4 separate regions of the Mus musculus genome follow, and regions 2, 3 and 4 are each linked to region 1. A link is a contact called in public promoter capture Hi-C and targeted proximity ligation data. All regions are on one chromosome and are shown on one strand. The core of a region is the stretch at or near the end of the contact, and the rest is flanking DNA. Distances in the headings are between cores, read along the strand shown. Region 1 holds the start of Tmem109 (transmembrane protein 109). Region 2 holds the start of Fads2 (fatty acid desaturase 2). Region 3 holds the start of Rab3il1 (RAB3A interacting protein (rabin3)-like 1). Region 4 overlaps Dagla (diacylglycerol lipase, alpha).

What was found. Capture Hi-C pulls out chosen DNA fragments and counts their contacts.
Region 2: a contact with region 1 is called in a targeted proximity ligation map of pancreatic cancer cells. A contact is called at or near these places in 3 of 39 promoter capture datasets (cranial neural crest, hippocampal neurons and liver) and 2 of 130 datasets of targeted methods (embryonic stem cells and pancreatic cancer cells).
Region 3: a promoter capture Hi-C map of pancreatic islet shows a contact between it and region 1. A contact is called at or near these places in 2 of 39 promoter capture datasets (both in liver), 2 of 130 datasets of targeted methods (microglia and pancreatic cancer cells) and 1 of 9 other capture datasets (pancreatic islet).
Region 4: a targeted proximity ligation map of embryonic stem cells shows a contact between it and region 1, with 2.4 times the contacts expected there. A contact is called at or near these places in 2 of 39 promoter capture datasets (both in liver), 2 of 130 datasets of targeted methods (embryonic stem cells and pancreatic cancer cells) and 1 of 9 other capture datasets (adipose tissue).

The regions. Positions count from the first base shown.
Region 1 is chr19:10,880,365-10,883,064 of GRCm38.p6, reverse strand. It overlaps Tmem109 (transmembrane protein 109), which reads left to right and starts at 1,322. Exons shown (of 4, transcript NM_134142.1): 1 at 1,322-1,413.
Region 2 is chr19:10,099,905-10,102,807 of GRCm38.p6, reverse strand. It overlaps Fads2 (fatty acid desaturase 2), which reads left to right and starts at 1,305. Exons shown (of 12, transcript NM_019699.2): 1 at 1,305-1,585. The coding sequence starts at 1,379.
Region 3 is chr19:10,016,661-10,019,489 of GRCm38.p6, reverse strand. Rab3il1 (RAB3A interacting protein (rabin3)-like 1) reads right to left here and starts at 1,296. Exons shown (of 10, transcript NM_144538.3): 1 at 1,131-1,296. The coding sequence starts at 1,141.
Region 4 is chr19:10,277,257-10,280,109 of GRCm38.p6, reverse strand. The region is part of intron 1 of Dagla (diacylglycerol lipase, alpha); the gene reads left to right. Among named protein-coding and RNA genes, the nearest start is that of Gm30042, 11 kb to the left of the region's middle.

The DNA of each region.
Region 1 (2,700 bases), core at 73-2,572:
GATTAGTGATATTATAGGATGGCTCCAGAAGTGACTGGGTTAGGAATATAATCTAGTAAAATATAACTATGAGCCACTAGGATTGCACCCTTTAGGGGAGGGCTAGGACAGGTCTTTCTTACTGTAAATGTAAGTTTCTAGTGAAGTTCTTAGAAACTTGTAGGTTTACAGCTGGGAAGAGAGAAACACCTAAAGTAGTTTTTGATTCTCAGTTGATGGGAGGTTTTAACAAGACTCCTAAGGGAAGTCCTCCTTTCCCTTCCAATGTTCCCATACATTTCTAATATGTGTGCCTATGTTAATTTCCCAAAAGGCACTTGCAAACTAAAACTAAGTCTAGAAAGAAACCAAAAACACCACTCCCACCCCCACCACCCCTGAGATCTTTTCCACTAAGGCACGCCTGACAACCCGGATTCAATCTCCGGGATCCACACAGCAGGAGAGAACTGACTTCCATAGGAGTATTGTATTGTGCCTGCACACCCGAACGCATGCATAGAATACATAACTACACGTAATTTTAAAATTTATGGGTTGGTGAGATGGTTCAGCGGTGAAGAGCACTAACTGCTCCTCCAGAGGTCCTGAGTTCAATTCCTAGCAACCACATGGTGGTTCACAACCCCCTGTAATGGAATCTGATGCCCTCTTCTGGTGTGTCTGAAGACAGCTACAGTGTATTCATATAAATAAACCTTTAAACAATTTTTACATCTCTGCCTACCTCATCCACAAAGCTACCTCAGTGTTCTAAGGTTTAAAACAAACAAACAAACAAAATAACCCCAGGGCACCTGGGTTGCTTTCCTTTCCCTAACAATTGTAAGCAAAGCTTTGGTGGTCACCCACACATTTTGGGTGAGGTTTTGCTCTCTTCCAGAGCATATGAGTTTCTCCAAGGCCGTACACCGTTCATGTGCCCACTAACACCTTGTGCCTTTCCCCCCTGATGTGCCATTTTTAGCGTGAAAGGTTTCTCAGCCCTCCAAGTGCTCGCCAGCGCCCCGCCTTAGGAACTGCACTTCCCGGGAGGAAACTGCCGCCCTAAATGCGTTGTAGACTCGGATCTGCACCGAATCCCGCATCGAGCACCAACTCTACCCACGCCACAGCCTCGACAGTTCTTTCTTTCCCCTTTCCTGCCAAAGGCTTCGCTTCCGTTCCAACTCCAATTTCCGGCGCCATTCTTCTCTTGGAAATATTTGGGAGGGAAAAAACACGTACAAACCATAATGGAGCGAGCAGAGCGCATGCGTCCACGATGCCTGCCAGAAAGACCTGCCAGTCTCCTCCGTCGACCGCCCCGCGCATGCGCAGACTATAAACCAACACCCCGGGAGTTGAGGCGCCGGTTTGGTGGCGCGTTTTCTAGCGAAGTCCCACGTGAAGGATAGCGGTGACCGGAGCAGGGTGAGTGAGGGCCGAGACCAGGGCTGTAGATGCAGCTTAAAGGACAGATTTGCAGGAGGTAACAGGGCGGAGCCGCAAGGCCTTGCGAGCCCTAGTGGGGAGGGGTCGAACGTGGAACGTGGGGCTTAACAAGTATGGGACCCAGATCCTCGTTGCTATGCAACCAGGGGCGTTGTTACTAGGTAACCCTGGAGGAGAGTGTTTCCCGGGATGAGTGGGTTCGAGCGCTGAGGTCTAGCCCTCCGGAGGGAGCAGCTGCCAGATTTGGGGGATGAGGCCAGTGCCGAACTGCACACCTCCCCCAGCCCCATGGTCCAGCCTCCTGCCGCCTCAGTTGGAGCCCCCCTCAGGGTATCCTGACCTCATGGGCCTCGCGACGCCACTATGGAGTGCTTGGCAGGGGATGTGCTGTTCGAAATAGCACATGCCACTGACCCTATTGCCTGGAGTCTGGGCCTTGGGAAGGGAGCGGCAAGGCTGCACACCCCCCCCCCCCCCCTTTGCAAACACCCTGCCCCACAAACAGTTGCTGGGTAGCAGCTGTCAGGGGTTTAGCGAGGGCTGCCTCCGACCTGCCAGAACGCTGACTTCATTCTCCTTAGTGGTGACTTCGCCACGTTTAGGACCTTCTATCTCAGCTGTGCTTCTCATGTGGCTGTCGTATATTTGGACTGACTATTCAAATAACCTCCTCCCCTTCCCTCCCCCCCCCCCCCCCGCCACCTCTCCATGTCTTTATGTCCTACACTTGTGGCTTCTTGGCAGGGCTTCTGATACTCATTTAGCAAGCACTTAGTCATTCTATGCTAGGTGCTGGGGATTCCAAGAAAAGTTAATGTCAAGTTAGTCTGAGAGTCACTGGGAGGCTGTGGGACAAACTTTGAACACAGTGCTTGCACAAATTATCTAACTTCTTGAAGTAACTCTTAACCCAGTTTCAACAGAACTTACATTTGAGGAGATTGAATTTCAGATAGGTTAAGTAACAGGTGTAAAGGTAGTGGCGGCTAACTTGTGATAGATCTGAACCTGTGTCCTTTGTACAGAGAGCTCTTAGGAGGCTTTGCTTAAAGTAGACTTTTCTCTGCGTTGCTGATCTTTGCAACCACTGTTTGATTATGCCTCAGGAATCCTGGGGAGCTTTAAAAACAAAACAAAAAGGCTGAGCTCCTCCCTGGGAGGGTCTGAGTGGGTTGCCTGGGTGGGGCAAACACCCTTGTTTAACAGGCTAGTCAGGCAGGTCAGATGGGCAATCCAGAGTGAGGATTGCAGATCCACAGGACTGCA
Region 2 (2,903 bases), core at 56-2,555, 780 kb after region 1:
GCCCAAAGTCTTGAAAGGGTCATGGAAGAGGCCAAACAGGGCCACTAGCTAAGCATGTATGTCTTGACCATTTTATCTCTCTTACCCTCAGACTCTTCATTTTGAAGTTAGCTATAACAATATCATAGGATTGTGGTGAGACTTTAGCGAATAGGGCCTTTCTTCCTACTATACTCCCTTGGTATCAGTGTCTCTCTTGCCTGCAAGTGGTGTACTACTGTCAAATCAATCGCGGGCTTTTATTGCTTTCATGTTTCCCAACCAGGCTTGTGAACTCTTTCTCAGTCGAAGACAAGAAAGGTGTCCAGTTTATCCTGGCACCCTCCCCAGAAGCCACTCCCGCGGCACTTAGCACGAGGAAGAAAGCAGAGATTCCACCGTTCTTTTCCAAGATGACCAAGTTGAAAGGATTCAGAGCCCTGGTTAAACAGAGACCCACTCCTGGCTCCTTTCTCTAGGAAGGTTTCAGGAAAGCAATAAACAATATGGATCTCTTAGACAATGTGAGATACAGGAGACTTGAGTCCCATCTAGCCAGGCAGAAATATCACCTAGTCATGACAGCCCAGGAGGGGGCCTTGTTTAGCCGGAGGCCGAGCGTTGTTCACCATAACCGCTGCGCCTCCTTTGTGCGAGCATCAGGTGCAAATCCCCGGCCGAGCGCGTTGGCGCTCTGAAGCGCGCAAAGAAAAGCCCAGCTGCCGCCCCCGCCCCCCCCCCCGCCCCCCGCTCTCCCCTCCCAGCTTCTCAGAGATCTACTCCCGCTTCCCCGGCTCCAGGCAGCGAAGGGAGGAGGAGGAGGTCAGACACGTCGCCGACCGCCCAGCAGGGCTTAACTCCATGCGGGCGGGCGCGAGGGAGGGGGAAGCCGCGGACCCGCCGCTCCAGCCCGCTGGCCTTCGAAAGATCCTCCTGGGCCAATGGCAGGCGGGGCGACGAGCCCTGATTGGTGCAGGCGCTCTGCTGATCACTGTGGAAACCCGGGTGGCGGGGAACTCGGGAGGATGCGGAGCCGGGAACGGGGGGAGCCAGAGGGGTGGGGGGAGGAGGCAGCGAGGCCCTGAGCTATCCTGGAGTTTTCACCGGAGGCAAAAGTCCACAGCAGGCGGGCCTAGGGTGGGCGGAGGAAGGGGACCGCTTGGGGGCACTGGGAAGCCAGGGGTACTCCTGAGGGAAGGCAGGGGTACTGGCTAGCTAGTGAAGGCGAGGAGGAGCGAAAGCGAGGGGAGGAGGCACGGTGGGAGGAGGAGTAGAAGACAAAAGCCGAAAGCGAGGAGGGCGCCGACCGCACACTGCGGCCAGGAGAGGGACCGTCGGTGTTGCGAGCCGCGGGCGCCCGGAGGCCGTAGCGCACGGGGCATCCGGGTAGACTGGCAGCATGGGGAAGGGAGGTAACCAGGGAGAGGGGAGCACCGAGCGCCAGGCTCCGATGCCCACCTTCCGTTGGGAGGAGATTCAGAAGCACAACCTGCGCACCGACCGGTGGCTCGTCATCGACCGCAAGGTCTACAACGTTACCAAATGGTCCCAGCGGCACCCGGGGGGCCACCGTGTCATCGGACACTATTCGGGAGAAGATGCTACGGTAAGAGTCTGGGGGTGCCAGCCACTCTTGTCTGCTGCAGGCTGGTGTCAGGAGCCCGGGGTCCCTGGGCGCCAAACAGATCCCCGGTTCTTAAAGGAGCGCAGGACGTTCAGCAGGGAAAGAAAGTGTACCAACTGCCCTCACCTCCCTCCTGGAATCGTTCTCCTCTGGGTCAACTGGGCAGACTTTGGCCGAGCCTTTTGGACGCCAGGCCTTAGCACCTCTGTGGAAGTCCCATCAGTGGTAAACTGTGCCCGGTGCATGTTCACAGCGCATACTGCGCGCTGTTCCAGCCGGAGCCTGGGACTCTCCAAAGGGGGCGCTCCAGCCTTCGTGTTCGGCGCTCCCCAAGTGGAAGATGGCCACCCTTGGGCGCCGGGGAGAGGAGCCTGAGAGCGGGCAGCCATATGTGGGACTCTCCTGCCAGACCAGGGGGCGGAGAAGGAAAGCTGGTTCCTGGCCAGGACTCGCTCCTGCTTGGACTCCTGTCTAAGAAGGTCCACAATGGCTGCCCGACAGAGACTTCCTAGTAGTTCAGATTCCCACGCTCCCGAGGATTATCCCGACTCACTCCAAGTGCCAGCCTTCTGGGAAATCCTGGTGGGGAATTGGTGGAAGGCGAACGGGCTGGATTTTGCAAAATTCAGGTCCGCAGGGGATCTAGAAGGTGAATCTAAGACTGGCTTGGCAACAGGTCCATCTGCCTCTGGGGTTACTATCGGACATTCAACTCAATGGCCCTCTGTTTTTAGATCCTGCCAGGATCACCCTTCCCCTCTTGCACTCATGGAGGTTGTTGAAGTCTCTGAGACCTCTGTGGAACGGAGGCTATCCTATATTGCACAGTACCCCATACCGTGCCTGGCCCCACCCCCAACCATAAAGTGATTGTGTAGTCAGGTGGGTAAGAGGAGAAACAAAGTCAAAGAGGAAAGCCAGACCTTTCTTGGCACCTTTCTTGGTGGGCTGAAAGCAGAGGAAAAGATGTAGCTGGAGAGAGCTTGGGAAAGACGAGTGGGAGGAGGCTGAGAAGAGGGATAAACTTATCAGACCGCACTCCACATCAAAGTCCAGGATGCTGACTTGAGTGTGGGCTTTTCTTGTGCAAGTTTGATAGTTTCAATTCTTACCTTCCATGTCTTTTCTTTTTGAGATCAGCCTAGGTAGCCATACCCTAATCAATGGACTGGAGGCTTTGGTGAACAGGATGCAATCTTACTCCAGATTGAGGAGAGAACTGGCCACATTCATACTGCCTAAAGACTATTTTCCTTGCTTGTGGAGCCTGCTTAATTATGCCCATGGGGCTGGCGATGCT
Region 3 (2,829 bases), core at 47-2,546, 860 kb after region 1:
TTACCCTGAGGGCCATACAGCAATTGTCTCGGTCCACCCAGCAGAAAGGCTCACAGCTTCCTTCAGACCAGGCTGCTCCTCAAACACACAGCCCCAGGCACATGCATTCCTCCAAGCACAATTGCCTCCACCAGAGGCAGGCACCAGGAACCCACCCAAAACACTTCCCAAGCCTAGCTAGCCTCCTTCCCTGGAGCAACTCTCCAAGAAACACAGGCTGACTTCTGCTCCCTCTAAAAGATCAAGCCAGCCCACACCCCACAGGAGCTCAGTTCTAGTGCCCTGGCCGTGTCGAAGCTGCATGGTTCCCCTAGCATTTCGACTCCAATCAGCTGGGGTCCGTGAGAGTAAATAGATCTCACCTGTTCCCCTCCCCAGGGCTCTCCTCCTTCCGCCTATCCTCTGCCTATCCTGAAACAGTCCTTAGCAGGAACAACCGCAAGACCTAGTCTTTGCAGTCCTGGAAGGAGGAGGCGTTTGTCTATTTAGACAAGAAAGAACATCAACCTATGTGAACAGGGAGCAAGGTCTCCTCCTATTAGACTGGCCAAGAACAGGAGTCAGCTTCAAGAACCGATGGCCCTAACAGATGGAAGTGAGGATGAGGGGTGGGAAAGGGGTTCACCCAGGACTCAGGGTCTGTGCCTATCTCCCTCCAGACTGTGGGAAGGTACCACCCACCTCACATCTTGAATCAGAAGGTTCTAGTCAACTAGCTAGGGATGGACCTTGGAGAGACACAGCTAGCTTTCTCAACTGCACTGCTTCTCCAGAGTTCATGGGTGTGCTCTCCTTTAAATACGTGCCCCAGATTTACTTTTGAGGTATGCATACTACTATGCACCACCCCCACTACCACTTCTCTCATGCACTCCACTGGAGCTAGGAGTTGGAGGGGGTCACCCTTCTCACCCTGGGGCAACTCAGATCGGTCCTGCCAAGGTCCTTTCAGCTCTCGGGCTGCAGTGTGTCCTCATGCTACAATGCACCTCGCTGCTGCAGGCAGGGCTGAGAGTACAGATTATCTCCCAAGTGGGGTGCAAACAACAGCAGTGAGCCCCTGTTCACCCATCCCAGGAGGCCAGCACGGCCCAGACGGAGCGCAGAGCCACCGGCGTGCAGGGACCTACCCGCTCCACATCCCAGCGTCTCCGCCGTAGCCGCGTCCTCGCGCGCCGCCAACTCTGCCGGGGGCCCCAGAGCTGCCCTGCCGCCTGTCAATCGCTCCACCGCCAGTCTGTCCCGCTGGCCGCCCTGGGTTTGCGGCTCCGCCCCACCGGAGCCCTTCCCCTGCCCTGGGCGGGTCACGTGTCTGAGAGGCGGGCCCCAGGCCACGTGCCCGGTCCCGCCCCTTTGCCGGCCCAGCCCTGTCCCTCTTGCTGCCTGGGGACAATGACCCGCCAGAGTGAACGGGACTGGTTCCATCATCTTGCATCCAGAGCTGGCCTCCGCCTTTCCCTATCACTTTCTGCCTTGCACTTTTGGTCCACCCTTGTTTGAGAACCTACAATGGCTCTCGGGGGTGGTCTCAGCTCTGTTTCTCGCTCAGATTGTCACTCAAAGTGGACAAACAGCTCCTGTACCCTCATTCAGACTTCTAGCCCTGTTACCGGTCTCTGGAGCTCTTAGATGGCATCAATCCCTGATTGACACTGGGCTTCTGGGAAGGGGGCGGGGCAGACCCTGAACAAGTTATCATTCGTTGAGCAGTTTAAGCTAAGAGAGCGCTACCTTGGCCCAATCTTACCAGCTCTACTTCCAGGTCCCTCCTCTTGCATCTCTGAATACTCTGTTCGTCCCTGCCTTTCAAGCCATCCTAAGCACAGGAGACGTCTCTGCCAACTTCGCTAGCACCTGTCTGTCCCAGGTACTTAAAAAAAGATTTGTAAAAAGCTTAGTCACCTGTCCCTCAGTTCCTATGCCCTCCTTTTATCCTGGCTCTAACCACTGACCTGAATGAAGTTCAGCCTCAGATCAGGATCCAATAAGTAGAGCCCATAGTCAACCTCTCCTTGAGTACTGCTAGACCAGCTCCCACAGGCAGCGTCTACAGTGCTCCCTGGGCTTGTAAGAACACATTTCACTCATCCATCTACACAACAGCCGCCCCTTCTGAACTGCTAAGGACCACGTGAAACGAAGAAATTCTCCAGGCTGGAACCCCAGCCTCCCTCTCTCCTTTCCCTTAGCCCCCTCTTCTCTGAGGGTGTTGGTCATGTACCACCTAGATTGGTCTCCAGCTTCTGGGCTGAACTAATACTTTCTCCTCAGCTCCCTCAGTGACTACGACCACACGCTTGGCTTATGGAATTCCAGTATGGTAAATGGTAGGAGAATGGGAGACCTGCTTTAAAGGACCTCTACTGCCAGAACCTTGACTTGCCTAGGACCCATCTTCACCAACTAATAGTGGCTCTTTTCAAAACAGAAAAGCCAGGGTGTGGTGGCACACACCTTTAATCCCAGCATTCTGGAGGCAAAGACAGGCAAGATCTCTGAGTTCAAGGCCAGCCTGCTCTACAATGTGAGTTCCAGGACAGCTAGGACTGTTACACAGAAAAACTCTGTCTCAAAAAGCCAAAAAAACAAACCAAAATAAAACCCTGCAACAACAAAAGAACCCCCCCCCCCAAACAACACAACACAACACAACACAGAAAAAGAGTTAGGCTGGAGATGGCTCAGCCAGAAAGGGTATGCATTGCACTTACAGAGGACCCACGTGTGGTTCCCAGCACCCATATCAGGCAATTCAAAACTCTGACTCCAGCTACAGGGGAATCCTATGCCCTCTTCTTCCCTCTTTTGGCCTCTGTGGGCACCTGCATG
Region 4 (2,853 bases), core at 25-2,524, 600 kb after region 1:
ATCTCATTGGCTAGCCCATGCTAAGTTTTTGAAGAAGACAGTGAGCGGTTCCTAAAGCAGTGTATGTAGTTTACACTGCCAAGCATCAAGCATCCTGCCGTGTCAGAGTCTGCTCTCAACACTCCACAACATTGAAATGGCTTTGTCCCACTGTCCCTCAGCCCACGAGGGAAGCGCTGTCATCAGTGTCAGCCGGTTACTGATGGGGAAATGGTCACTGACTCATCTGACTTGTCATAGGAAGTGGCTAGCCCCTCCCGGACTGCACTCCGAAGTCTTCGCCCAGTGGATGGCTGAGAAATAGAGTCCCTGGGCCAGGGCCAGGTCCAGCCTGTGCTCCACCCAGCAGTAGGGGCCCTCCAGGCACTGCCCCTTCTCGGAGGCCTCTGTAACTTGTGATGAGTCCAGCTTTGTCCTACTGTGGGAGGGATAAGAGGGAGTGTGAAAATAGAAGTTGTGGCCTGAGGTCAAGAGTTTTCTCCTATAGGCCCTTCTGCTCTCCTAGCTCAGGCAATGGAGGAGATATGGAATGGCCTCCCAAGCCTGGAAGGACACCTGAGCAGCATCCCAAGGCTCTCTCCCTAAATGCCAGAGTTGACCAGAGGGCTCCTCTATCTCATGGCTCTCAGACATTTTTGAGCACTTAGTTCAAAGCCTAGGGATATATACAGCAACTAAACCCTGCTCTAAATGACATGGAGGGCCAGGCTCCAGAGACCTGCCTGCCGTGATCACCTCCCTTCATCTGGGGTCCCCTCAGATAGCACAGAAAGAAGGAGAGCCAAGCAAAGGAGAGACTGGGCCATAAAGCTATTGGTGGTCCCATGTTACACAGTTGGGGGGTGGAGGGTGGGTGCTGGCCCTTTGAGTCACCAGAGCTCTGTAGAGCAGCTCCCTGGGGAAGGAGCTCTGCTTGCCATCATTTGATCCCTGCTGGCTTTGAAGATGACTTGGGAGTGGCTGAAACCCAAGAGCCAGAGCTTCTGGCCTGTGCCCTAGATGGCTGTACTGCCCAGGTGGTGGCTCTCCAAGGCACACACAGCTCTGAAGGCTTTCTCTAACCTTCGAGCAGCATGCACTCAAGCAGACCAGATCCGAGGGCTGGTCTACTGCCTGAGGAGGTGGGGCTGAACGTGGCTCAGGGTAGGCTGGGCCCAAGGGGTGGGGGGTTCCCAGAGGGGAGGTGTCATACTTGGCGTGCCCACTTAACACCTCATTAACGACCTCATTAGGGATCCCCTAAGGAAGTGGAAGGTGCTAATTCTTCTCTGAGGTGTCACCAGCACCAGAGACTGACAGTCTCCTCTGGAGGAAGTTCTGAGGAGCTGAGAATGGGGTAGAGCTGAGATCTGGTGAACTTCCCTGCAGGGGGCCATCTGGGAAGCCAAGAACTCCCAGCATGCAGCCCCAGCAAAAGGAAGGCTTCGGGGAAGAGCAGTGTGGTGGAGGAAATCTTGGACTGGGTGGGGCGCAAGAGGAGGCCTCTGTCCTCAGGGCGTGCTGAGTTTGGGTGGGGAAGAGCTCTGCAGTATGACAACCTGAAACTCAGTTGCACAGGCAGATAGGTACACAGCTTTCTCATAGGAATGTGGATTTGGCGTGGTCTACAACCTTGTGGCCTTGGGCAGGAGCTCAGTAGTCCCAGCTGTCCCCTCTAGAGAGATGACATTCCTGCCTCACTGACTTGTGGGTCCAAGGAGTCCAAGGAAACAACTCTGGTAGTTTCCTCAGAGATACCACCAGCCCTACCTGAGAAGAGGTCACTCAAGGATTGGGGCCAGTGCAGGTCTGCCTGCCACTGGGAATGGATGGCCAGGGACTTTCTGTTGCAGGGCAGCAGACTTGGTGCAGAGGTAAAGGTTCTGCACTCACTGCAGGAAACTGAAGAATGAACCAGAATGGGAACAAACCTTGAGCCACTGGCTCTGCAAGTGCTCACCTGCTCCTCCCAGCCCCTCCTCCTCCAAGAAGGGAGTGGCTTCACTATCTCATTTGCATATAAGGAAACTGAGGCTCAGAAAAGCAATGATCCAGAACTGGAGGGAAGGCGGAGGTTGCTTCTTGGGGCAGCCTCCAGCTCTGTGTACTTGAAAGAGGGAGTGGTCAGGAGATCCAGTGGGGTGAGCTGTACTGCAAGGGGTGGGAGGAGACTGGCTGCATGCCTAATGCCACCTGCCTGCTCCAGCCCAGCAGCTCCCAGGGGAAGAGTGCCACCTGAGGCCAGCACGGCCTGCCTGAGCTCCCTCCAGGCCACCTCTGCCCAAAGAACTGAAACACGTACGAGAGGCCTATGGGAAGAAAAAGATCTCTAAGAAAGAATTCAGAAGTAAAGCCCGGCCTGGCCAGAGCTAGAGGGACCTTTCACCTTCAGGAACTCCCCCTGCCCAGGACAGAACGTGGAGAGTCCGGTCCAGGCTGCTAAAGAGAGGGTCCTGCCGCTCTCTCTGGCCCTACCTCCCCCATTCCTCAGCAGCCAGCAGCCCTCTCAGAACAGCCAGCAGGAAGCGAAAGGCCCCAATTGATTCCTGGGGAGTTGGCTGGTGTCAGTGGCAGGGCCTGGTGGCAGATGGCAAATTCTTTTCATTGAAGAGGAGTTGGAAAATAATTAGCGTGAGAACGAGAAGTGGAGCTGGTGATAAATGGAGCCTGGTGAGCGACGGCGGGGCGACGGCGGGGCGGGGCTGGCCAAGCACGCGCTCCGGAGCCTTATGCCTGCCTCCAGCAGTCACTGAACTGAGTGACCTTGGGCTGGTTACCTGAACCTCTCTGAGCCTCCGGTTTCTTCATGTGTTAGAAGTATGAAAGAGGGATTCTGTAACTGCTTGATACCACAGCTAACAGCACTAAACACTA